4 separate regions of the Mus musculus genome follow, and all the other regions are linked to region 4. The links are chromatin contacts, called in public promoter capture Hi-C maps. All regions are on one chromosome and are shown on one strand. Each heading gives the region's core, a stretch centred on a gene start, on an enhancer-like site or on the middle of the called end of the contact. The rest is flanking DNA. Distances are from core to core; before and after follow the strand shown. Region 1 holds the start of Rrh (retinal pigment epithelium derived rhodopsin homolog). Region 2 overlaps Enpep (glutamyl aminopeptidase). Region 3 holds the start of Egf (epidermal growth factor). Region 4 holds the start of Fam241a (family with sequence similarity 241, member A).

Evidence for each region. Promoter capture Hi-C pulls out the DNA fragments that hold promoters and counts their contacts.
Region 1: a contact with region 4 is called in a promoter capture Hi-C map of pre-B cells. The contact joins the promoter of Rrh here to the promoter of Fam241a in region 4. A contact is called at or near these places in 10 of 39 promoter capture datasets (3T3-L1-derived adipocytes, the C10 cell line, the HPC-7 cell line and 6 more), 1 of 484 Hi-C or Micro-C datasets (CD4 T cells), 1 of 115 datasets of contacts at active chromatin or transcription factors (astrocytes) and 2 of 9 other capture datasets (adipose tissue and liver).
Region 2: a contact with region 4 is called in a promoter capture Hi-C map of liver, with 2.7 times the contacts expected there. The contact joins the enhancer-like site here to the promoter of Fam241a in region 4. A contact is called at or near these places in 4 of 39 promoter capture datasets (cranial neural crest, hippocampal neurons and liver).
Region 3: a promoter capture Hi-C map of embryonic stem cells shows a contact between it and region 4, with 4 times the contacts expected there. The contact joins the promoter of Egf here to the promoter of Fam241a in region 4. A contact is called at or near these places in 5 of 39 promoter capture datasets (cranial neural crest, embryonic stem cells, hippocampal neurons and 2 more).

Annotation. Positions count from the first base shown.
Region 1 is chr3:129,818,673-129,824,414 of GRCm38.p6, reverse strand. Rrh (retinal pigment epithelium derived rhodopsin homolog) reads left to right here and starts at 1,910. Exons shown (of 7, transcript NM_009102.3): 1 at 1,910-2,038. The coding sequence starts at 1,933.
Region 2 is chr3:129,294,975-129,301,363 of GRCm38.p6, reverse strand. Enpep (glutamyl aminopeptidase) reads left to right here. Exons shown (of 20, transcript NM_007934.3): 9 at 2,201-2,266; 10 at 2,383-2,534. Among named protein-coding and RNA genes, the nearest start is that of Enpep, 35 kb to the left of the region's middle. Within about 2 kb of position 4,178, at least 18 of the 459 cell types and tissues checked have an H3K27ac peak or open chromatin away from gene starts, as enhancers often do. A contact at or near this core is called in liver, where this site is marked.
Region 3 is chr3:129,752,332-129,758,080 of GRCm38.p6, reverse strand. It overlaps Egf (epidermal growth factor), which reads left to right and starts at 2,759. Exons shown (of 24, transcript NM_010113.4): 1 at 2,759-3,264. The coding sequence starts at 3,117. It overlaps 6330410L21Rik (RIKEN cDNA 6330410L21 gene), which reads right to left and starts at 4,323. Exons shown (of 5, transcript NR_040589.1): 1 at 4,158-4,323; 2 at 2,448-3,619; 3 at 1,492-1,650; 4 at 1-70.
Region 4 is chr3:127,893,432-127,899,775 of GRCm38.p6, reverse strand. Fam241a (family with sequence similarity 241, member A) reads left to right here and starts at 3,453. Exons shown (of 2, transcript NM_027482.3): 1 at 3,453-3,742. The coding sequence starts at 3,593.

The sequences.
Region 1 (5,742 bases), core at 661-3,160, 1.9 Mb before region 4:
TAGGCATGTCCTAGATGAGATTGGCTTTGGCCTCCATCGCTGTCAAGAAATAAGCGCGGCCAGCTCAACATGGAACCGTGTGCCAGCTGGCACTGTTTCTCCCTCACTGGTTACTTCTCATGGATGGCTGCTGTGGCAGGAGTGACTGGTTCTTAAGTACTTGTTTTAGTAGCATGTAATTGTGCCTGTGCCTGAGTTCTCCCCACTTTTCTTAATGGAATCAGTGCTGTGATCTGGAGGCCAAAGTAAAGGCCTGGAGGCCAGAACAGGTGAGAGCTCACATCTCGGTCTGGGTCCACAGGTAGAAATGGCATGGACTGAAGAGTCGCTGAAGTTAGCTCTCAGTGACACTCGCACAGGCACACCTCCAATCCTTTCCAACTGTTCCACTACTAGGGACCAAGTGCTCAGACATGAGCCTAAGGGCACACTCTCATTCACACATGAGTTTGGGAAGGGCATTAGCGCCAAGGACCAGTGCAACCTTACTAAGGGCTGTTAAGGTGACAGAGGTGAAAGATTGTAGAAGTCGGTGTACAGACCACCTGGACATTGCACACTGATATCCCAGACTGACTTCAGATTCTGTGTAGCCATGGCTGACCTCGGCTGTTAGGGTTATATAGTGTGGTTTCCCTTTTACGCTACGTAACTAGTTAAACATTGCTGTGTCTCACTCCCCTGTGTCTCTGGGGTTTGGTTGAAAGATTTCAGTTCTAATCAAATTCAAGTCAATCCCACTACCCGAACTTTGAGGTACTGAGATTTACACAGTAGGCTCAGATTCCTGGTGTAAGTTCTTTTTAAGGTATTCACATTTTAGAACACTGGAGTACTGGTCAGGTAGGCCACCCTGTTCCCTAGACTGAAAACTGCAACTAAGAAGGCCTCTAGAGAACCCGTGATGAGCAGATACGCCCTCTAGTGGTTCTATTAGACTATACAGAAATTGTGACTTGAGCCTTGCTTTGAAGCTCTACTGTCTAAACTTGGGAATTATGATGTTAAAAGGTAGCCTAGGTTCCTCTTTATCCTAACTGTGCATGTTCACACTAGGTTTTTATGTGTCCATACGGACTATCAGGATTATCGTGGCCTTGCTAAGTTGAGTGGTTGACTAATGTGAGCTCGTGAATGTCAAAATACAGAATTAACCAAGGTGGCATAGAGCGTGGTGTATCCATGCTGTAGAACATTTAACACTTGGCTATTACAGCCGAACTGGGTTTTATGGGATGGTATTTAGGGGGAACAGGCTTCATCATGTGTGCGTTACAGACAGACATACTGGTTACATATAACAGATGACCTCATTTTTGTTTAAAAAGAAAGAAGTGGCAAGAACCTCAAACTCTTAGCTCAGGCAATATTGGTGTCATTCATCCAGGGATTTAGAAGTATGGGAGTTGATAGTGTTATTGCTAAGGAAAATACATGTTTGCGTGCGCGCGCGCGCGCACACACACACACACACACACACACACACACACACGGACCTGAGATGAAAAAAAACCAGTGTGTAATGTGTTAACAGTTGGATCTCTAGTACAAAGGTGCAGTCCCTCACCTGAATAGCTACAGAAGATAACGGAACAGCTCATTTCAGGGACTGCTTTTGGAGTTGGGTTTGCCTGTGGTTTTTTTGCTAGACTAGGATGTGTTTACTTGGTAATCTGCTTATAAATACAAGCCTGGACCTAAAGTGCTTAAGATGTGAGGCGGTTGGAATTTCTTTGTTTTACTAAGGAGATTTTTCTCTCATTCTAAGAATTAAAATCTTTTCCTCTTCAGCCCAATTATGTATTAATGGACAGTCTTTGTGAAAAGGCCTTTCTTTGAGGTCTACAAGCGGAAATGATTTGTTCTGAAAGAGCATTCTTGACCGATCACCATTGCTGAGGGCTGCTTCAAAGGTGGTCTTGACTTTCCAAAATGCTGAGTGAGGCTTCGGATTTTAACAGCTCGGGCTCTAGGAGCGAAGGTTCTGTCTTTTCAAGGACTGAGCACAGCGTCATAGCGGCTTACCTGATTGTGGCAGGTACGGGTGTTTATTCAGTGACCTGCTTCTCGGGTGGGAGAAGAACTGAGGTGGTGGGCACAAGGGTGCAGGATGCAGGCTAGCTCAAACATGGGGTGGGCTGGGGTTGTAACAATCAGAAAATGGACATGGGAAAATATGCTGCTTCCTGACGGAAGGTTTTTGAGCAAAGAGGGACAAGAAAACTTTGTATCAAATGAAGCTTTAAAATAAAACTTGTCCGTATATTTGGTTTTTACCTTAAATTCATGAGCAGAGTGTGCATCGTGGTTAAAAGCATGCTTTCTATCATTTATGACTCTCATGCATAATTTGCAGTTTTCTTGGTAGGAAATAGCTCACGATTAAAACGTACTAGAGGAAACGCTGAAGTTTAAAGCAAAAGATAGAGGCTGCAGATCTGGTGTGTAAGTTCAGCTCCTCCCGCAGGCAGCCACGGGAGGCGGCAGCTTTGAAAGTGGGCCCAAGGGATTTCAGCTTTTTACTCTTGCACGGTCTCCTTTGCAAAATGAAGATAAGAATCAGGGATCCACTGAGCTCCTTATGAAGAGTATATATAATCAAGGCCCCTAAGGGACATGGGTACAAGGTATGCTCTTGTTGATAAAATTATCAGATTGAGATGAAGGCTTGTTTGTTGAAAAGGAGAGAAATGACAGAAACTGTACCAGTGGCCGGTGTGACTTTTATAACCAGCAATTACTTGATCTCAAACTTCACAGAAGTGGCGAGTTTTAGTAACTGTTATGTTGGGTTCATTGCTTTTCGGATTGACATTTATGAAAAATTCAAGTGTGTTTCCAAAAACAGTGAGAAATATATCTCCATGTGTCTTCATAACTACTTATTTTTACCTCATAGTTGACGTGGGCTATAGATAACAATTTCCTTTTAATTTTAGTGGTACCGTAACTAGTTCATTTGAATACTTCTGGGTGGTAAGAGGCAAAAAGTGAGCCCCCAATTCCAGAATTACACTACACAGAGGCACTGTATACAAGTTTTGGCTCCATTAAATATGTGACAGGGGAAATCTAACATTAATCTGGCATTTTGAAGCCTGGAACAGGAGAATTGCTAAGGATTCCAGAGTCACCTGGGCTCCATAGGGAGACTGTCACAAACAAACAAACAAACAAACACTAAAACAACAACAACAATAAACAAACAAAAAAACTGGTCATGAGATTAGTATGGGAAGGAAATTTCCTAAGGAACTCTGGTAGCTGCGTTTTTGTTTTGTTTTCCTAGTTCATACAGATGAAGAGCTGAGCGGCTGCGTGGCTCTGAACAGAGGCCTTTTGTTAGGGCTGTCATGTGACTGCACCGGTCAGTTTTATTAGGAAACATCGGAGCATGCGTTCTCTGCGTATGTTTTCTCGTAGAGGACTGAAGGAAGTGGATCTAAGCTCTTCCTGCATTTGTTCTGTGTGTGTCGAGTATCCTGTAGTCTTCCTATCCCCTCAGTTTCCTCCTTTAACAAAACCCACTGAGCTCCCAAATAAGAATGAACACTTTGAGCTGAGGAAAAGGCGCACTTAAGTATCATTCCACTTACCGTTTTTACCACAGGCCTGTGTTTATTATTTTTACCATGGGCCTGTATTGTTGTTGTTGTTGTTGTATTACTGTAGAGGTTAATTATTTTGTATATGTATTTAATTAATTAGTTTTTTGAACCAGGAGCTTGCTTTATTGTGTCTACTAGGCCAAGGATGGCCTTGTACTCAGAGTCTTCCTGATTCTGCCTTCCGAGTGTTGGGATTACAGGTGTATTGCCACCCTGCCTGGCTTCACTGTAATTTATCTGTTTTTACTTACGTGTCTGTGTGTGTGTGTGTGTGTGTGTGTGTGTGTGTGTGTGTGTGTGTGAGAGAGAGAGAGAGAGAGAGAGAGAGAGAGAGAGATATTATTACCACATGATGTCTACAGAGGCCAGAAGAGGATGTCAGGTCCTTCTTCTAGGACCTGCAGTTACAGGTGGCTATGAGCTGCCCCACACAGGTGCTAGGAACAGGATTCAGGTCGTCTAGAAGAGCAGCAAGTGCTCCTAACCTCTGAGCCATCTCTGTACCCCATAAGATGTCATTTAATCACTTATTTGGATTTGAGCTCACTTTTACCAGCTTCCATTGCTGCAGGCCCTATGTTAATTCAGTGTGCATGAGCATGCTCTCTGTACCACTTACAGCTGAGAATGGAGAGGATGATACATGTGTGGACTTGAAATAATTCGTCCTTGGAGAATTGTAAAAGTGTGAGAGGTTGGCTGAAAAAGATAGACTGATGGGTCTTCTGTCTGCCCATTGGAAAGTACCTGTAACCAGGGAACTAATTCAGTGCTTAAGACAGCTAGAGGAGTTGGCTGAGTATCCGGCAGGGATGGACCACAGAAGCTGGAAGCCTACAGGGAGTCACCGAAGGGTTAGAGAGGGACAATATGATCTGACTTGCATTTCAGAAATGTGTTGTGATGGTAGCTAAGAGGCCATTCAAGTAGGCCACTGCAGTGAGCTGAAGTCCAAGAATAGGGAGCACTGCCTGACGTCTGGGGGTGAGGTGAGGTGGAGAATGCCACCTGTCAGTGATGCAGTTCACAGAGAGGGACACACCTGGAGAAGAGCAAGTTTGAGGTGGGAGGTGATGTCTCTTGAGTTCAGCTGCACATGGGGCCTTGCATCTTACAGTGCCAATCTCAAATGCAATGAAACCACTCAGAATGGTGAATTAGGAAAGAAGAGGGTCTGGCTGGAGAGATGGTTCAGGTTAAGAGCACTGACTACTATTCTAGAGGTCCAGAGTTCAATTCCTAGCAACAACATAGTGGCTCACAACTATGTTTATAATGGGATCCCATGCCCTCTTCTGGTGTGTCTGAAGACAGCTACAATGTACTCACATACATAAAATAAATAAATATTTTTAAAAAAAGGAAAGAAGAGGGTCTAGGACAGAGAGTTGGAAAGCACCCACTTATTATGGAAGTGTTGAAGAAAGGTTTTCAGATAGACCAAGAAGAGATGGGAGGGGAGCTGCAGGAACAGGGTGGCATGGAGTGGGGAGGGTAGGACTACTTGGAGTTTAGACTGATGGGTCTTCTGTCTGCCCATTGGAAAGTACCAGTAACCAGGGAACTAATTCAGTGCTTAAGACAGCTAGAGAGAACGGGAAAAGGAGTAAATGATTTGTATAGTACCTACCTTCTATTGGAGACTCTGCCAAAATTGTTTTATTCTGACTATGTCCTTGCTAGGCCACAATTTACGTGCTATATTTAACCCTTGTACGATGTTTTTTCTTTTTTCTTTTCACCCTCATGATAATTTCTTGTACATTTACTAAGAAGAGCCAAAGGCTTATCGAATTTGTTCTCATTGTGCTTGAAGGGATAGTAGGAAACGCGCTGACTGGAGTTTTAGTGGCATTCCAGTTTTTAAAACTTACTGTGTGGCATGTACTCAAGAAAGAGTTCACTGAGAGCCTGAGATGTATAAAGGCTAGGACAGCATAAGAGCTGAATGCCTTAGCATCACTTAAGAACAAGATAATATCAGTAAGTACTGTGGGAACTCGGTCAGGATAATATAGAATCCTGCAGGTAGGAGGCCACTTCAGGGCCAACTTGGGCTTGGCCTGAACTTTGAAGGATGCTGACATTTGAAGATACAGAAAACAGCATGAGGTGTTTCAGGTGGGGAAAAATA
Region 2 (6,389 bases), core at 2,929-5,428, 1.4 Mb before region 4:
ACCTGACTCACCCTTGAACACACCTGTCATCACACCATGGCTGTTGCCCCAAAGTCCCATGGTCTGGGAAACTGGCGTTCAAGGACTTTCCTTTATAAATTCTAGCTTTCTACCCAGGCTGATTCTCCATTAGGAAAAGTGGGACTCTGAAATTTGGGTCGACCAGTTGTCTCCTTTTCTGTGTTCGTCTTACCAAGTACAGCGTCACACAACAGAATGATGCTGTCATTCACTGAAAGACTCCTGGGCCACAATTGCGCATTGTAAAGGTGCAATAGATGGTGAGACATTAGTAAGAAATGTATGAGAAATGTATCTATCTTCTCTTGTTCTACTATTACCTGGGTAAAGATGAATGGCTGATCTGGGAAGGCCTTTCCTTCCTAGGACACTAACAGCACACACTGTTCCTTTTCCGTCTGTGCTCACCAGTACCAGCTAACGAGGGAGCTATGGCCTGGCTTGTCATGTGATTTAGACTCAAAAGTTAACATGACTGTGATAAGGAGAAGAAAGGAAATTCTGAGTGTTGACTATTAGGAAGCACTGACCTGGCAAAGATAAAAGTGGTACTTTTTGGTACTGTTTATGTAAGATTCAATCTGGCTTATATTTCATGAGAAACAATAAACTGCAATGGAGAAGAAGGAGAAGAAGGAGAAGAAGGAGAAGAAGGAGAAGAAGGAGAAGAAGGAGAAGGAGGAGGAGGAGGAGAGGGGGAGGGGGAGGAGAAGGAGGAGGAGGAGGAGGTGGTGGGGGAGGAGGAAGAGGAGGAAAAGCCAAACTAATACCCACACATTGATCCAGCAGTCAGATTCCTGCTAACCAGTCTCAGACACTCCTCTCTTCCTCCAAGGACACAGGGCCATTTCTTTCATTACAAAAACAGGAGCATTATATTAAGTAATATTTAAGGCCCTATCTAGTTCCAAGATGGCTTGCCTATTTCTCTGCTGAAAAAATGTTGCAAGTGTCCAAAAAACAAACAAACAAACAAACAAACAAACAAACAAACAATATTTAGCAAGATAGACACAAGGTCAAGGCCAGCCTGGACTACACAGGGAAATTCTGTCTCAAAAGTAAACAAGAATCAGCAAAACAAAACAAAACAAAACAAAACACAACCCACTGAGCAAATGAACTCCTCTACGATGCTTTTATGAAGGCATTGCTCCCTAGAAGATGGTATTAACCTGTAGCTACAGTTAGAACTGTTATTATATACTAAGTGTTACTATATACTAAGAGTCTGGAATGAAGATCAGAAACACACTTCTTCCTTCCTTTGTCTGCCCTCTGGTGGTAGTATTGAGTAGTGAGTTAACCAAAAGAATTAACATAGGGGCAGGATTCCAAGGCAGCCTCAGCCATGTTTGGAGGGGTTCTGGGATTGGAAGTTTGTTTTATTTCTAAGTGCCCAGAACAAAGAAGAATATAGAAGATAATGTGACCTACATATAGTGCTTCCTGAAACTTTAAAGCAACTTAGAGATTAAATGTTATATACAAAGTTACGCCCTGGGAACACTTGAAAAGTTTGATTTCTAGGTAAGATTCCCACACATTAAATCGCACAGGACAGGGAGAGAGCAGAAACACTGGCAAGTCTCCAAAGACCAACCCCCCAGCACTGGCCAGGTAAGGGATGAGGAAAGACTGAGATAGCTCTCAGGGTGGGGGTGGGGGGCTGTCTCAGTGCTTCTGAAATTCCCATGCAGAGATCTTGTGAGCAAAACTTCCAAAGGGACAGCTTTCTATTTAAAAGATTTATGTTTTAAAAGTATTTGAAGAATAAAGACTTGCTCTCCTAAGTGAGTAACTTCTCCTATCTACTCATAACCACCTTGATCATTATTCAAAAGACTTCATGCCTGTTCTCTTCCTTAGCATGGCAAATTCGACCCACTAGCATTTAAGTTCAAGAACTGAGGAAGTGTCCACCTTTAAGACGGCTGAAAAATGGAAACAATACTTAATCATATGAAAATCAAACAGCACTGAAATATCAGTGTCTGGAAATGATGTTTTACTGCAAGAAAGTCACTGCTGTTTCTTGGATGGTGTTTGTGTGTGTGTGTGTGTGTGTGTGTGTGTGTGTGTGTGTGCTTATGTTATCTCATGCCATGGAAACACCAGGAGCAGTTATGGGAGGTTTGGGTGAAGGAAGACTGGCCTTTAAAGTACTCATCTTTTACAGATTTACTTGAAAAAATTCCAGTTCGCGAATGCAAAAACTTCCGACTTTTGGGATTCACTGCAAGAGGTGAGGAAGGCCTTGTCCGCTCAATTCCGAAGCAATTTACATTTTAATATCACTAATTATTTTTAATTTCCCCGCATTTACAAACTAATGGAGCTCCATTGTCCTCCCAACCACAGGCAAGCAATCTGCCAGTGAAAGAAGTGATGGACACCTGGACTAGCCAGATGGGTTATCCTGTGGTCACTGTGAGTGGAAGGCAGAACATCACCCAGAAACGCTTTCTGTTGGACTCCAAAGCTGATCCTTCGCAGCCACCGTCAGAGCTCGGGTAAAGATGACTCACTTTAAAAGAACAGGAGAAATTACTCAGCAGAAATACTGCTCGTACACTTAGGTCCTGCCTTCGTGGTATGATTGGCATGTGACAGTGTAAAGGTACAGCCTTTAGGCAACAGAGAGGTCAAGGCTAGCCAAGTGGCAGAACTGAGCGTTTGCCCACGTTTATCTTCTATGTGGACATGGACATCAAAGAATAAAAGAGTGGAAGCAGTGGAAAAAAATAAAGCCAGGTGTTGAACATGAGTGGGCGGGGCTGTGGGCAGTATGGAATGCTGGGAGAAAGGCTAAAGGGAAAATCATGGTCCAAAGGGAACTGGGAAAGATGTTGACAGATAATTACAGTGACCTCCCTAGGCAGGCTCTGCACTTACAGTGTGCAGTGCACAATAAAGAATACAGAGGATCTGAAAAATGGGTTGAGTAGTGAGCCCAGGCTGTGCCTTTCGGACCTACTCCTCCGCTTCATTCCCACCCATCACTCTTGCCCTCACTGTTAGAGAACTCTCAGAAGTCTGGCAGTGACAGCAGGCAGGAATCCAGATGGCTTGTTCCCCACCCCCTTCCAAATATACTAAAACAGTAGAGGACAGCCAAAGACTTCCACAGTGGAGGCTCCGGAGCAAAGCCATCCTTGCAAGGAGCATGGGCTGGGCTTCCCCTACGACTGCTCACGGGAGAGGCTTGTTTCCAAAACCTATCTTCCTCCTCTGTAGAAGGGGTAGCATCCAAGCCCTCAAGAGTAATCAATTCCGTTTTGAGAGATGATTTAGTTGGTAACAGACGTGCCATGAAAGCTTGAGGGTCCGAGTTTGCATCCCTAGAACCCATGTGAGGCCAGATAGAGCAGCACGCACTGGCAGCCCCAGTACCTCTATGGTAAGACGCATAGTGGCCTCAGGACATTCCCCAGAATCCTCAGCCCGTCTGCATACGCGAAAGTGGACAACAGAGAGACCTTGTCTCATATACGGTGGATGGTAAGGATCCTCTCACGTCCACACAAGTGGATATGCACACCCACACACAGATGCACACATCACACATGCAGACTCAGAACAACAACGTGATCAACTCAACTCTCCTTTCTTAAATATGAATAGACAGTGGAGAATTAGAAGACACATGAAAAATGGCTAAGCATGAAAGCTTAAACAATCCCAGGTGGACAAATGAAAAAGTCCCGACTCTACGGACATTAATCAGGAACCAAAAATGGGAAGAAAAAAAGGGGGGAAAGAAAGAAAGAGAAAATTATAAGAAATATTCAGACTTAAAAAAAAAAAGCTATGTGCTTATTGTACAAGACACAGTGCCTTCGAAAGGCAAATTGAGAACCCAGAAGGAAGACTAAAATTTTCAATGAAGTAAATTTGGGAGAAATTCTCCAAAAATGTAAAACTGACACAACGAGATGGTAACTATGAAGAAGGCAAACCTGAAAGCCTAGTGTCCGAAGAAGGGGTGAACAGCTAGGCACAGTGGCAGAGTCTGTGGGCGAGTGATAGGACCTGACCCAGTGTGGCAGGAGCTGGATCCTTGCCAGCTGGCAGGGATAGTGTGTGTAGCTTGTCCTTGGGTCCCATGGGTGTATCACATGGAAATGAACAAACTCTGTGAATTGACCTCTGTGAACTGAGAGCTGGTTGTGAAACCCTCAGTGGCTAGTGGCATGTCACAGAACGACAGTCACACCAAAAAAGGTGGGGCAAGACTCTCCCCTAGAGGTCCACGTGTGACCCAGGGAGAAGCTTGAGAATGATTTTATTTTGAAAATGTTTACTGTTAAAGGGAAACAGAAGTAGTAACATGAGGGAACTAGCCCGTGCCTCTCGTGGTTAAAGTAGAACATATTGGGTAATGTTAGTCAAGTTAAACTGGAGAGCCAGGCCAGAAGCTTGTGCCCAAGGAAGGGATGTGACAGCCTAGGGTTTTCAGCACCAGCTCTTCAAACTTTTTATTAATTATGAACTTATGTACAAATTGCCCAAGGCAAATTCCCCTGACCATTTAAGCAGCACTTCACTTTGAAATTTAATCAAATTATCTTATATATAAAACACATAAACTTATACATGGGACCAAGTTCATCTAAACACTTCTAATTAAAACTTTATTTCTAAGCCAGACAGTGGTGGCACACACCTTTAATCCCAGCACCCAGTGGGGACAAACAGACAGATTTCAAGAATTTGAGGCTAGCTTGGTCTACAGATTGAGTTCCAGGATAGCCAAGGCTATATATAAAGATATCTTGTCTCAAAAACAAAACAAACCAAAAAAACCCCAAAACTAGTAATTTCAAAGTATGAAGATTCAACTAAGATGTACAAATCTGTATCATCTACATTTTTATTTCTTGTATATTTTTATAAATCTAGTTAAAGCACAAATTATAGGGTCAGTGGCTTAGTGGGGGAGGGCACTGGCAGCCAAATCTGATGACCCACATGGAAACCACACAGATAGGAGAGGATCTTTGGATCTATTTTATGGGGGGGAAATGTGAAAATCGAGGCAGAAAGCGGTTATGCAACTCATTCAAGGTTGCTCAGAGAGGAAGTGATGGGACCTTCATTTGAATGCAGGCAGACTAGCTACAAGGCTGCATAGGAAGACTGGGGGGGTGGGCAAGGAAGGAGAGGGAGGGAAAGCCTGGGACAGGGATGCAAGCCACAATAGAGGGTGGAGACATTGGCTAGGATAGTGAGAAATCAAGGGACCGGAGGGAGAACACTGACAGATGACATTTGTATTTTCCCAAGTTCCCTCCAGTGACAACATGCGCATTGGATGTTACAGTGAGTAAGGCAGCAACATCCTCTGTCTTGCAAAACAACCTTCCACTAGGCAGGTTTCCCAGTAATTGTTTCCTCCTGTCATGGGTAGCCACTGATTTATTAAGCAAAGACAGCTCTTGCTTTGTTTGAGCTAGAGGGATTGGAGTAACAAACAAACAAACAAACCAGAAACAAACCTCCTGGTTTATCCATTCTGGTCTATACAGACCCTTCCCCTAAAAAAATTACAACTAAGTGAACCAAACACATCATTAAGAATAAAATCCCTTTTTGTTACCATAAATTTTTAAATTTTATTCAGCAAGAGATTACAGTTGTAGCATTGATACTTAATCTTTTTCTTAAGTTTTTAACCAGATATTGTATGCATCTTATTGTGATTCCTACAGGCATGAATTTTAGCCTCTAAAATTATCATAAAGTAGATTTATTTGTGTTGGATTTATAAAATAGAATTATATACTCACAGGAAAAGAAACAGAAAATCTGCTCTTTCTTCCTCACTGAGAACAATTTGTTACAAATCAATAGTAGCTGAACAAAGAAGCAAGAGATTTCCAAACGGAAACGAGTTTTCCTCATGTTTCTCCTTATCAAAATATTAGACAGCAATAAATACTTTCAGGCATCCTGCTATCTTGTATAATTAGCATATGTGAATAAGAATGTCTAAGCAGCACCTTCACCCACAGTGGGGTGGGTGGGACTGGCCCTTTCCTAGGCTAAGGCTTAGCCCTCCCTCTTCCAAGCTGCTCTTTTGTGCTCTCGGTTACACTGTGGGCTGACTGACCTCTTCTGAGTGTCTTTCTGTTTGCTTAATCCAAGATTAGGAGAAGCATAGAGCAGAAAGTTCTCTCATTCAGATGAACCCTATGTGAGTCATATTGTGGTCTCCGCCATCTCTTCAAATGTCTCATCTCTGTCTGTGGGATTTCTTCCTATCAGGACCCCGGGTGCCCATTCCACATTAAGAGACAGAAGATTGGGAGTAGGGGTGCCATCATAGAAGATTAAGTCAGTGTCAGCGGCAAAAATTAGACTGGCCA
Region 3 (5,749 bases), core at 1,510-4,009, 1.9 Mb before region 4:
TCCTGTTTATTGGAGCTCCAATGTTGGGGCACCACCTGACTGAGCCAATTCAGTCAGTCAATAGGTTCTCCTGCACAAGAGTGAGGATTGAAAAGAGAGAGAGAGAGAGAGAGAGAGAATTAGTGCTGCAGCGTGACCCCAGTTAAGTCTGAGATTGAAGGCAAATTTAATTTTCCCAATCTGCTTTTATACCATTTTAATTACATGCAAGTGTTAAGGAGGAGTAGTAGTACAATGAGGGCTCAAGCAAGACAATAGTTAAGGACAAGCAAGACAATAAACACAAAGCCCCATGATCACTCTGGTGATCACTGTTTCTAAGGATGACCAAGATATCTGAGCCTACTTCTTTGTTCTACCCTAAAACCAAATTCTTACTTCCTTGTCCTTGGCCAATGTCAGGTCCCTGCCTGAGCTTACTTCTTTGTCATGCCCTAATGTCAGATTGCTGCCAAGGGGCCCATTTCCTTGTCCTTGGCCAATGTCATATTCCTGCCCATTTCCTTGTCCTTGGCCAATGTCAGATTCCTGCCAAGCACCCCCAAAGGCTCTCCATATCTCCCCCCTCTTAATTCATAAACAAGGCTGAGCCTGTCTTGGGTTGTTCTGACAACCTAATCGAGGGTCACCCTATTTCAGCTGGCTGTGTTTCCAGTTCTTTTGTTCTGCCGTCTTCTGCTCCCCAGAACACTTGGTGACTGGGATTTGCTAGCTCAAGCTTTCACACTCTTCTTTCTTGTTATTGGAAAGTCAACTACAGCAAGCCCTTGATGCTAAGCACCATGACTCCTGTTTCTCACTGGAGTGCCTTCTGAGTAGAGATGGAAGTAAGAATAAGGAGTTCCTCCGGATGCCCATTGTTGTGGGATAGCTCAGTTTGGTGATTTTGCTATTTGGGTAATTGAGGATAGTGAGACAATTCAGTGGATTGATTTTTACTATCAGCCATCAGTTAAAGCATCAACTCTATCTCTTGTTGATTCCATATCTCTTAGGCAATTCTATTGTGTTCAACACCAATGACATTAGTGCAGGTGACTTGTAATGGGGGAAACAAACGTTTAAATTTTTTTGTTGCAATTATCTATTATTGTGTGTGTGTACTCTGTGTGTGGGTGAATGTTTCCTGTGCGTGAATGGAAATCAGAGGACAACTTACAGGAGTCCGTCTTCTCCTTCCACCATGTAGGTCCCAGTAATTAAACTCAGGTCATTGGCCTTGGCAGCCCTTCCTTTGACCTGCCTGAGCCACCTCACCATCCTTAAAACAAATGTGTTCTAACCAAAAATGACATAACTATTTCCAAATCCAAATAGAACGTGGTTCTGGATTATATCCTGGATATGTTTCTACAAACGCGTTAAATTGCTTTCATGCTGTACTGTGTTCCATCTCCCCTTGCTAACCAGCATCCTTACTGGTCACCATCATCAATACCAGCCAATGCGTTTTGCTGAAGGGGAAGTTCACGGACCATGTTAGTGACAAACCACTCAGCACAGGTTATTTGTAGAACCTCCATTCTTAGTCTTGAGTCTCTGTGAGTCCAGAGAGCAATAAAACGTTGTGTACACTCATCTGCATGTCTTCCGCTGCTCCTTTAGGGCTTGTTTCTCCTTCCACAGGGTCAGAGCTGCCTAGATAAAGAACTGGAATTTGAGAAGCATGATTTTAATCTTCTGTCTTTGAAAATTAGTCAGAACCCAGTTAAATGTGGGCAAAGCTGTTCTGTTCTCTACAAAGGTTTTATACTAGTGCATGTCTTGCTTTTGAGATAATTAATTGCTAGAGCCACATCTTGACTTGAATTCGGAACCCTCAGGGCATCTTCAGGAAAAGCCCATCTCCAGAGCCAAGTAAGCCACCAGAATTCCCATTGTTCATCAAGTCTGCTGAAATGGCTGACCAGAGCTGAGTATTTGGGGATTCTATGTATATTCCTGAAGGAGCAGTGGTTTGGTCTGTGTAGAGGTGCTGAAGGAGACAGCCAGTGGAGAGCCAACTTAATTGTTTTCTATCACTGAGATGTGATAGATGGCCCGAGTTGTCTGAGGATTTCCACTCTACTGTGCTTCCTGGGGCTCCCAGCTTTGACACAATTCCCTTGTATTCTTTTTCCAGTACAGCTCAGTCATAACACTCCACCCCTTTCCCTGTTCTCCTGACCCACGGTGATGTTTTATTACAGGAGTGCTGAAAGAAAAAGTATCTGTCTACATTGTATCTCTTCACTTGGCTACAGGGATTTCCCTTTGGTATGGAAAGAATAATCTTACAAATTCCACTATAAAATATACAGGAGAGAGAACTAAGATTAAGCTCCAGGCATGCGAGCCGCCCTTGACACTTCCTTCAAATAATGAGCTGAAAGCGAGCTCTCCTTGACATCGCTCACATTCATGATCAATGATGATAAATTGTCTGAATTGTTGATGGTGTTACTCACCTTTGATTTAAAAAGTGTGGTTTAATTTTGTCTCTGTTCTTCAAGATCCTCAGACATAAGCAGTACTCAGCAGGTCCCTGGAACCATTAGCTGTGCCACACCCCCAAATTGCTCTTTCCCCCTTCTCTACCCTGAATATTTTTAGTGAGTAGCAGCTATCTCCTCTCTGGCACCCTGCCCTGCCTTCCTGCTTGCTCTGGTGGAATTGCTCTCATGGTGTTTGCAAAGAGGCTTGTCTGCTTGCTCAAGTGTCACTAAAGAAGAGGAGGTGGAGCCAGAAGAGCTTTAAAAAGGAGAGCAGAGTCTCTCTGGGTTCCAAAAGGAGAAGGGATTCCTATCTGTATATAGGGAAGGAATCCTATCTGCATATTTCGTTGTTAGCACCATCCCTCATCCCGGTGGGGCTTGGAACTTTCCATCAATTCTTTCCTGTCTCGTTTCTCTTTCATCCTTTGCCTGGTTGTGCCTGTCTCAGGGAGAAATCAGTCACCTGCAGGCCTTGCAGGGCTCTTAGGCTCTGGGAAATTTGTCATACGGGTGTCAGGTACTTCTTATTGCTGTCCAAAGGGAAAAAAAAAGTGAGACAAAGAACTCTCCCGGAGCCTTTCCGGCTGCACTCAGAGGCTCTCGAGAGGTGCAGAAGGACCTGGAAAGGCAGCTAAATAAAAGATGCCCTGGGGCCGAAGGCCAACCTGGCTGTTGCTCGCCTTCCTGCTGGTGTTTTTAAAGATTAGCATACTCAGCGTCACAGCATGGCAGACCGGGAACTGTCAGCCAGGTCCTCTCGAGAGAAGCGAGAGAAGCGGGACTTGTGCCGGTAAGTAATCCAAGAACAGGAGCCCACCCTGTCCGGGACAATGCCTCTAGGTGTCTGCTCGCTCTACCTTGTACACCTGCGCCTTTCCCCCCTGGTTTGTCGTTGGGTGTGCGTGTTTGCTTAAGTTGTGTGTTCTGAAGTGTGTGTGTTGGTTGATGCTACCAATTACGAAATGTCACCGTTCTCCACTGTTCTGTGCATGACAAAGCCTCACTTAAAACCAGCTGAATGTTTGTTTAACCTCAGTCTTGATTCTGGGGAGATAGTAACACCTAGCTGATCTGCTCTGTATTAGAAACTGGGGGAACATATGGTGGCAGCCGATCTTGTTGTTGAAAAGTCTTCCTTCTGGTTACTTCATAGCAGAAAATGGCAAAAGTCAATGAATGGGTTTTTTTTTTTTTAAACAAAACAAAAACAAAACCAACAAAGCCCAGTGTCAAGTTCAGCCTCTGATCTTCCCTACTCTGAAGCGTTGACCCCGCTCTTGGGTTCTTAGTAACAGGTGCACCGTGACTCTGCAAGCTGAGAAGTGACAAGGAGTAAATGAGCCTCCACTGGGCTCCTACAAACAGCGTTTTCTCCAAGAGGAATCAGGAATTGTTCTGATTGCACACTAGGGCACCTAACACTTGGAAACATTTTCTCACTGTTGATTCTTAACCTGGTGGGGCGGGGGCGGGGGTGGGGTGGGGGCGGGGCTGGGGGTTGGGGGTAGGGGATAGTCCCTAACCTGCTGCTTTGGCGAGGAAGCTACTTCATTTGTGCAAGGGTCCACACTGTCCTGGAAATCCTTTCTTGTCATTTTTTCACTCGTGTGTTTGAGACAGCGTCTCCCTCTGCAGCTCAGACTGTCCGGGGACATGCTGTGCTTCCCCCAGGGCTGGGATTACCTGTGCGTACCACCACGGTTCACTCATTTCTTATCCTCCTGCTCAGTTAAGATAGGGTCTGAGTTCCTAAACAAACAAACAAGCAAGCAAGCAAGCAAGCAAACAAATCAATAAAGTAGATTGACAAGGACATACTGTGTTTTCAGAAGAGAAATCTCTGCAGGGTAGACAGAAGAGAATCATGGGAATGAGAGTGCCAGAGCTCTGCAGCTGCTATGGGGACCTCCAACCAGAGTCGTTCAGAGGAGCTGCGCATAAGGAAATCGGGTGTGCATGCCCATAGGCTCGGAGTGGTACCAGGAACTATCAGTTGCAACCGCAGAGCAAAACTCCAGATTTGAAGAAGTGACTACTAATTCCATGTCTATCCCCAGGACCTAGGGCACTTCCACTTTGCTTAGACTCAGAAAATAATGTCAGAAAAGGGTTAACAAGACAGAACTGACCCCCCTGTGAGCCATTAGCTATTGGAGACAGAAGAGAAAACTTTTGGGCACAGTTGTGTCACATGGACTGGAATGTTACTTGGATGGAGGAGCCCCTGGAATAGTTGGGGAGTGATCAGAGTCAGGTCCTGCTACCTGTGTGGTTAGCGAGGGGTAATGGTGGGAGCCTATCACACAGTTGGTAGCTAGAAGAGATGGACCCATGAGCAGAACTTAAAAAGAGGAAGAAACTGGAGCAACGATGATGTGTGCATGGTTCTTGGTCCTTGGGAATAGTGTATAATTCCTCTGGCTTGTGTTTCTACCCACTCAGGCTGGTGGCTTGAGTGCTTTTCAGAGATAGTTTGCATCAGATCCACAGGAAGCTCTGACAGAAATAATGACTTGGGGAGATTGTGTCACAGTGTGGAAGAACTAGATTTTAGAAGCAAGAAAGCTCGGTTTCAAGTTTGTGTTGTCTTCTTAATAGTTGGGTTATTTTACAATCTCCCTGAGAAGCGATACCTGTTTCTCAGGATCATGATTGGGATGACTGCAGTAGCGTGAAATATCTCTTGCCCAATGGTTGATTCCGTGCCTTGGCTAAAGTTCCTTGAATTGCCTTATTTTGAATGCTGCAGTGGCATGGTGTGGACTTCAGAGTGTGCCTCAGCCTCATTGCTCCCCATTGCTGCAGGTCACTGCTTTAAGCCCTCTAATTCACACTGCATCTTGGGTTAGTGGAGAACTGCCTAGGTCACACCCTGTCACCCCTGCATTCCAGCAGATAGCATTTCTTTCTCCTCTGTAAATAGATAATGGTGACATCGTCTATTTTTTCCACCACTTAAATTCTGCTTGTACCTCTTGCCTTCGTTATCGAGACTGTTCACCTACGTGGCCAACCTGACCTGGCAAGAACAATGCTTTGTGGCCTAACAAAATCCAGGTAAAAAGTCTTGAGGTTGCTGTTCGTGTAAAAATGCCAATCGGCCAAAGCAAGGGATAAAGACAGGATTTGGTTTTCCTTCCATTCACCAGATTTGAAATCGAACACTTTCTTGTCTTTTATTTAAGCAAAAGCAGTTGAGATCAGTGTCGAGGAACACTGTTAGCTAGTGGCTTCTGAACTTTTAGAGCTCTTTGCCCTGGAGGACAGTTGGACAG
Region 4 (6,344 bases), core at 2,204-4,703:
GTTGCCTAGGTAATAACAATCTTATATTTCCCACGGGCAAGTGGCTGATAGCTTTCTTTAGCTGTTACTCATATGGCTCAGAGAGTAAAAATAGCCCACTCTTCCCATAAAATGCACTTGAAAGTGTATGATCTGGGATTTAATCTGAATAATGTCTTGTGTAGATACTATTATTAGATTTGCAGCAAGATGTAATTCTCTGGGTCTCTAGGAAAAACAAATTCTTGGGAACAAAAGCATATCATTTGGGAAAAAAAACCAAATGTGTATCATAGAAAGAGACTATGGACATAGGACTCTGCCCATGCCTTGGTAAAAGTTTTTATTTTATTTTACTTTGGCCAAGAGAAGCATACTAGAATGTGCTTATTAAAGGGGAAGTTTCCTGAGAGTAGAGCTATCTGTCTGAGCTCAATGCCTCCTAGCCATCAGTAACGACCTACTGAAACATTAAATGACACTTCTCAAAGAATTAAGGAGCCTGTGACAGCCCGGTAGCATGCAGCAGCAGTCACAGCCCCCTGGAGGTAGATGCAGGAGAGACTTGAGTGCAGGCCAGTTGGTGTTCAGAAGCAAGGCCTTGTCTTGGAAAAGGAGGAGGAGGAGAAGGAATGAATGTTTAAGAGAAAATCAGACAGCATGTTCTAAAGGACTCATGCACTGAGCGAGCTAAGCTCTGGATGTCTTCACTAACCCGTCTGTGTGCATCTCCTGCTATTTGAGCTCTCACCGATCCAAGAGGCTTCCCTTTATTCTGCCCAATGGATCAGAGCATAGCTGTTGCACTCTCTGTATTAATGCAAGCATGCAAAGGAGAGACACAAATGTCTTAAGTCCACAGGGTTGGCAGGGAAGGTTAAGGTTCTCTGGGCTGCTACATATGATCCTAGAGTTGTTTTTTTTTTTTCTTTCTTTCTTTCTTTCTTTCTTTCTTTCTTTCTTTCTTTCTTTCTTTCTTTCTTTCTTTCTTTTTTTGGTTTTTCGAGACAGGGTTTCTCTGTATAGCCCTGGCTGTCCTGGAGCTCACTTTGTAGACCAGGCTGGCCTCGAACTCAGAAATCCGCCTGCCTCTGCCTCCCGAGTGCTGGGATTAAAGGCGTGCGCCACCACGCCCGGCGAGTTGGTTTTTCTTAAAGATCATTTATAGGGAACAATAGTCAAGAGAAAAATTCCAAAATTCAAATGAAATGTTGCCATTAGACAAAAAGAATGATAATGTATATAACCAGGAGCCAGTGCCACCCTGTTTGGAAAGAGGGAAGTGTCTAGTGAGAAAAGCTGGGAGGAGAAGAGAGAGTATTTGGTCATATTTACACACACACACCATTACACTCTCTTTCTTGTCCTCCCAGCCTTTCCCACTAAATGCTTTCCTCTTTCTGATTATGTACATACAATATTTATTGCTGTCATCGAAGATTTTAAAGACCTTTAAGACAGACATTAAGCCAGATTCTTTTTTTTTTCTAATTTGTGATGTCCAAAAGCATATTTTTCTTGTCTCTAGGGACGGTGTATGTTTGGCAGAAACCATTAAGAAGGATTTGTGAGATGCTGTTGTAAGAAAGAAACTAGGTTACATTACAAAGTGTAACAGACTGGGTATAAGAAAGGGTGTTTTTGTGAGACACTGAGTACACAGAGAGAGAGAGAGTGTGTGTGTTAGGTGTGAGCAAAAGGGACAAGCTTCTGCCTAGCCCAAACAAAACAAAACCACTTTTTAAAATAAGCCTGTAAGTCCCTGCCTATTTAATTCCTTGGCTGGGCCTAAAGACATTTTGGGTACTAGTCTTTTCTTTTTTTAAGGTTTATTTATTTTATGTATCTGAGTGCTCTATTGCATGTATACCTGCATACCAGGACAGGGCATTGGATTCCATTGCACATGGTGGTGAGCCACCATCTGATTGCTGGGGATAGGACTCAGGATCTCTGAAAGAACAGTCAGTACTGTTAACCGCTGAGCCATCTCTCCAGCCCCTGAAGGCATTTTAAAAGAGGCTTTCCCAAACGAGTTACTCGTCTCTGGGCCTATTTGTTAAATAGGAAATAATTTCCATCGACAGTCTGATATACCAGCTACACCATAACCTTTTCCTCAATGCACGGATTAAAGGAAAGCAAAACCATTCGTTGTTTTACTTTCATGCCCCCCAGTTTACCCTTATATGATGGGCTAGCAAGAAAAAAGAAAAAGAAACTCGATTTCTCTCTCTTACCAGTCGCTGAGAATTTTTAAACCATTTCTAGAAATGCACACTACGGCAGAGAGACCAGGAAATGAGCCCAGGGCTCCCACAAGCCACACACACTAGGAAGCAGAGAGAAATAGGCATGGTCACTCAGAGATGCTTAGGGAGAGGAGGCAAAAGGGGAGGAACAAGCGACAGAGAGCCTGCATTCCTTCCTAGGCACAAGCAGCCAACAGCACACCCAGGCACAGCTGAGCGCCCGCTGCAGCTGGTATGGAGGGATACTGTGTGTTTGGGTGGTCTTTCACACTCCCAGAACCTCTTACATGTGCCCACACCTTCATGCACACAGCTCCCTCTCATATGAGCTTCTTATTCTCAGTTGCCCTCTTCTGTATACCTACATCCTCACACAAACTTTCAACACCTATGATCTCCCACACTGTCCTGTCACAAAAGACTCTGGTATACAGTCTTCCACAATCTGTTGTGTACAGGCACACAATTAGACACAGGCTTTTATAATACTCTATCAGACAGGGTCTCATGCATCTAATGGTCTTTTTCATATAATCTCCTGTAAGCACTTGGTTACAGTCTGTTACAATGTTTCTTACACACACTTTCTCACAACACATAACTTCCTCCTCCTCCTCCTCCTTCTCTCTCTCTCTCTCTCTCTCTCTCACACACACACACACACACACACACTAAACACAACATCTAAGTGTGTGTATGTGTGTGTGTGTATAGTTACTCACACACAATCACACATGGGCTCTCACATGCATTAAAAACCTGTCAGATACAATCTCCCTCATGCACCTATGGCCGATTTCATACATAATCTCCCTCATGTAGTCTGTTACAGTGTTCCTCACCTCTGACACTCTCTCTCTTCCTCTCTCTCTGTCTTTTACACATACACACACACACACACACACACACACACACACACCACAGGATATCTGTCTGTTGTGTACAGATAGTTACAGATACACAATTTCACAGATGTCATATACTTTAATAGGTGTCAGACACATACAACCTCCCTCAGGAGCCTATGGCCTCATTCATAGTTTCATGCACTAACTGGAATAATGCTACACCTCCCTTGGTTCCGCCCCTCCCTGGCCCCGCCCCTCCCAGTACCCTGCCCAACCCACCAGGTCCCGCCTTCATTGGGCCGCGGTCCGCTATGGCCCCGCCCCTCCTCCCGCCCCCGCCCCCGGGGTTCCGCCCCCGAGCTGGGGGTGGGGCGAGCGGCTGACAGGAGGGGCGGGCGGCTCCTGCACTTCTGGCCCCCAGGCCGGCGGGCGCGCTTCTAAGGATTCCCGTGTGCGTCGGGAGTCCCGGTGTGGCCAGCGGCAGCCGTGCGGGCGGCCGGAGTCGGCGGTGGGATGTGCTCGGCCAGGAAGCTGCTGCGGGGCGGCGCCGGCAGCGCCGGCGGGGAGTGCGACGAGGACGGGGCGGCGCCGGCCGGGCGGGTTGAGGAGCCGGAGCACGGGGCGAGCCCGCGGCGCCGGCGGCCGCAGGACGAGGGCGAGCAGGTGAGCGCGGGCGCGCGGGCCGCGGGGTGGCGGCTGGGCACGCGGCGAGCGGTTGACGGGCGGGGCCGGGCTCGGTGGAAATGCCCTCCGGAGCCTCACCTCAAAACCACCCGGCAACTTGCGCTACGTGGGCGCGCCGTGCGCTCGAATTCCGAGCACTGCACGCGCCCTGGACGGGGTGGGCGGACGGCCCGCACAGAGGATCGGGAAGCACGGGTCGGTGCCTAGGTGACACCGGGACTCTCCCAGAGCAAGTTTCACAGCACCACCGAGCAGAGCTGAACTTCATTTTAGAAGTGGAAAGGAAAAAAAAAAAAAGAAAATTGCCTGCTGTGAGCACCAAAGGGAAGGAAGCTTTAGTAACAGACATAATAAGGAAACTGGGTACTTTTAAAGTTCTCAGAATTGGATATCATTGAGAAGACTAAGGGAAATTATAACATCAGATATCTGTAAGACTAGACTAGCAGTTGAATGTAAAGATGGAGTTCTACGTGGGACGATTTTTTTTTTTTTTTTTTTACAGGCAGTACAGTAATTAGCTACTCAAAAATCCCCCAGATACAAAGACCTTTAGAAATCACATAAGTAAGCCTAGACTTCTGGAATCATCAGTTAATAATACCTGTAACTTGTCCTCTAATATCACTAAGTACATTAATAACTAAATACATTAATAAAACCCATTACTTAAGAAACAAAAATAATGCTAATGTGGGCTTGATCACCGTGTAGACAGTAATTATTCATCTATGTGACAATATAGGAGCCAGTGACTGAAGCAAATAAATTGGTAGCTAGGAGATCTTGCTGGTGCCCTTGCGGGCGGTGTTCTTACCAAACTGTACCATGCATGTCTCAATAGAGAAGGTCTTGATTTCCTCTTACTCTTGCTCAACTGGAAAACACAGCCAGCAACTAAAACTCCCTTTCCAAAAGTAAATGTGCAAATGGTTGTAATGGCATATGTGAAATCCTTCCCTTAACCATCTCTGGACCTTAGCAATACAATGACATGGACAGCGCCAGGAACTCTAGTCTTACTGATATTGTTACTAGAACAAGGAAAGGGGATGAAACAAAAAATTAAATATACATTCTAGAGAATAGATACCCTATCACATGCCTGCTTCCTCTATTGTACTATGAAATTTCATTTTCCTGCCTGCTTCTGCATGTTGCTTGTGTCGTTGTAATTTTGCTACATACTTTACCTGTATACTCTTAAGTCCTCACACTCATGGAAAAAAACACACCTGAGATCCTACTATATCAGCACCTGGGAACTTCTTATCAGGAGCTCAGAACTGGTACAGCCCAACTCGATAATGCAGAAAGCAAACTTTTGTGATCAATCGTTTGGCAACAGTATCACAAAGCCTATCATCTAGGGTTTTGTTTTGGTTTTTTTTTTTTTTTTTTTTTTTACAACCTGCAAATGAAATTTAAAAATCCATGCAATGTCACATAGATAGAGCTGTTTTTGTACACATACTATCTGAAGGAGAATTAGAGTTAACAACATAAAACATTCCAAAAAGTCATTTTAATTTTTCATCATGGAGATATTCTCCTGTTCTTCTTTTTGGATTGGTTTTAAGGATACCAGAACTCCAAATTATAAATTGAATAATTCTGGAAAATTCCTTTCTAAACTATTTAAAATTTACACAGAATTTTTCCATAGAAAATCAATGACAGAAACCAAAATGGAAGCAAAACTAGTTAGGTTGAAAGGAGGCAGTGGCCGTTTTCCTGCCGTCTTTCTGCTTAGTGTATTCAGTTGCTTTTCCAGAGCCTCAGCCTCCTAGACATTGAGAGGGAACTGAAGGCCACAGCCCTCTGCAATGCCTTCTTCTCTTGGGCGGGGCCAATGTGGTGGGTTCCAGAATCTGCTTTTTGTCAGTTCCTAATCTTACATGTTCTATCCTGTTCGCTTTCTGTTTCCTTTTCTGATAAGAAGCAGGCTGGGTTAGTTCCCAGCCTACAGTCTCCTCATACATCTCTCCCATCTCTGCCTTTCTTCTGTCTGGAAGGCCCATTCCCTCAACCTGGAAGACTTGTATAAACATGTATCCAAAACTTCTTTTCCCTCTGCCTTGTTGTTGCTAAAACGCCCGATCAGAACGCACCTTCACTTTACGTCCTGAGATTCTGAAACACGGCTGTGGATACAGGTGGTTTATTTGTAACTAACATATTGTCAGCATCATACTTTACAGTTTGTCCTTAGCCGAGACTCCATTTGAGGAAAAGCTAAGCTAGCATTTCAGCCTGAATCCTTTCCCAGGCGGGATGAGTGACAAAAGAGGTCTTGTTAAAATCAAGGATTCCTTAAAAAGGAAGCCTTGAGAAAAAGAAGCTGTGTCCCACGAGAAGTACAAGGCCAGCCTCTAAGAGAGATAAGAATTCTAGAGAAGGAGTAATGTGTGTAGCTATCCAGGGAACCGGGGAGTCTAGACTTAGAGAGCTGTGTCCACATGAATTTGTAATTCTGTTCAGGAGAGATGATCCAAGTCTATGGTTGACAGTGACTGCCTGGTGGTTTTGTGGAAGATGAGTCCCCTGCTGGACGGCTGGAAGGCTAAACCTCTCTAGGTCT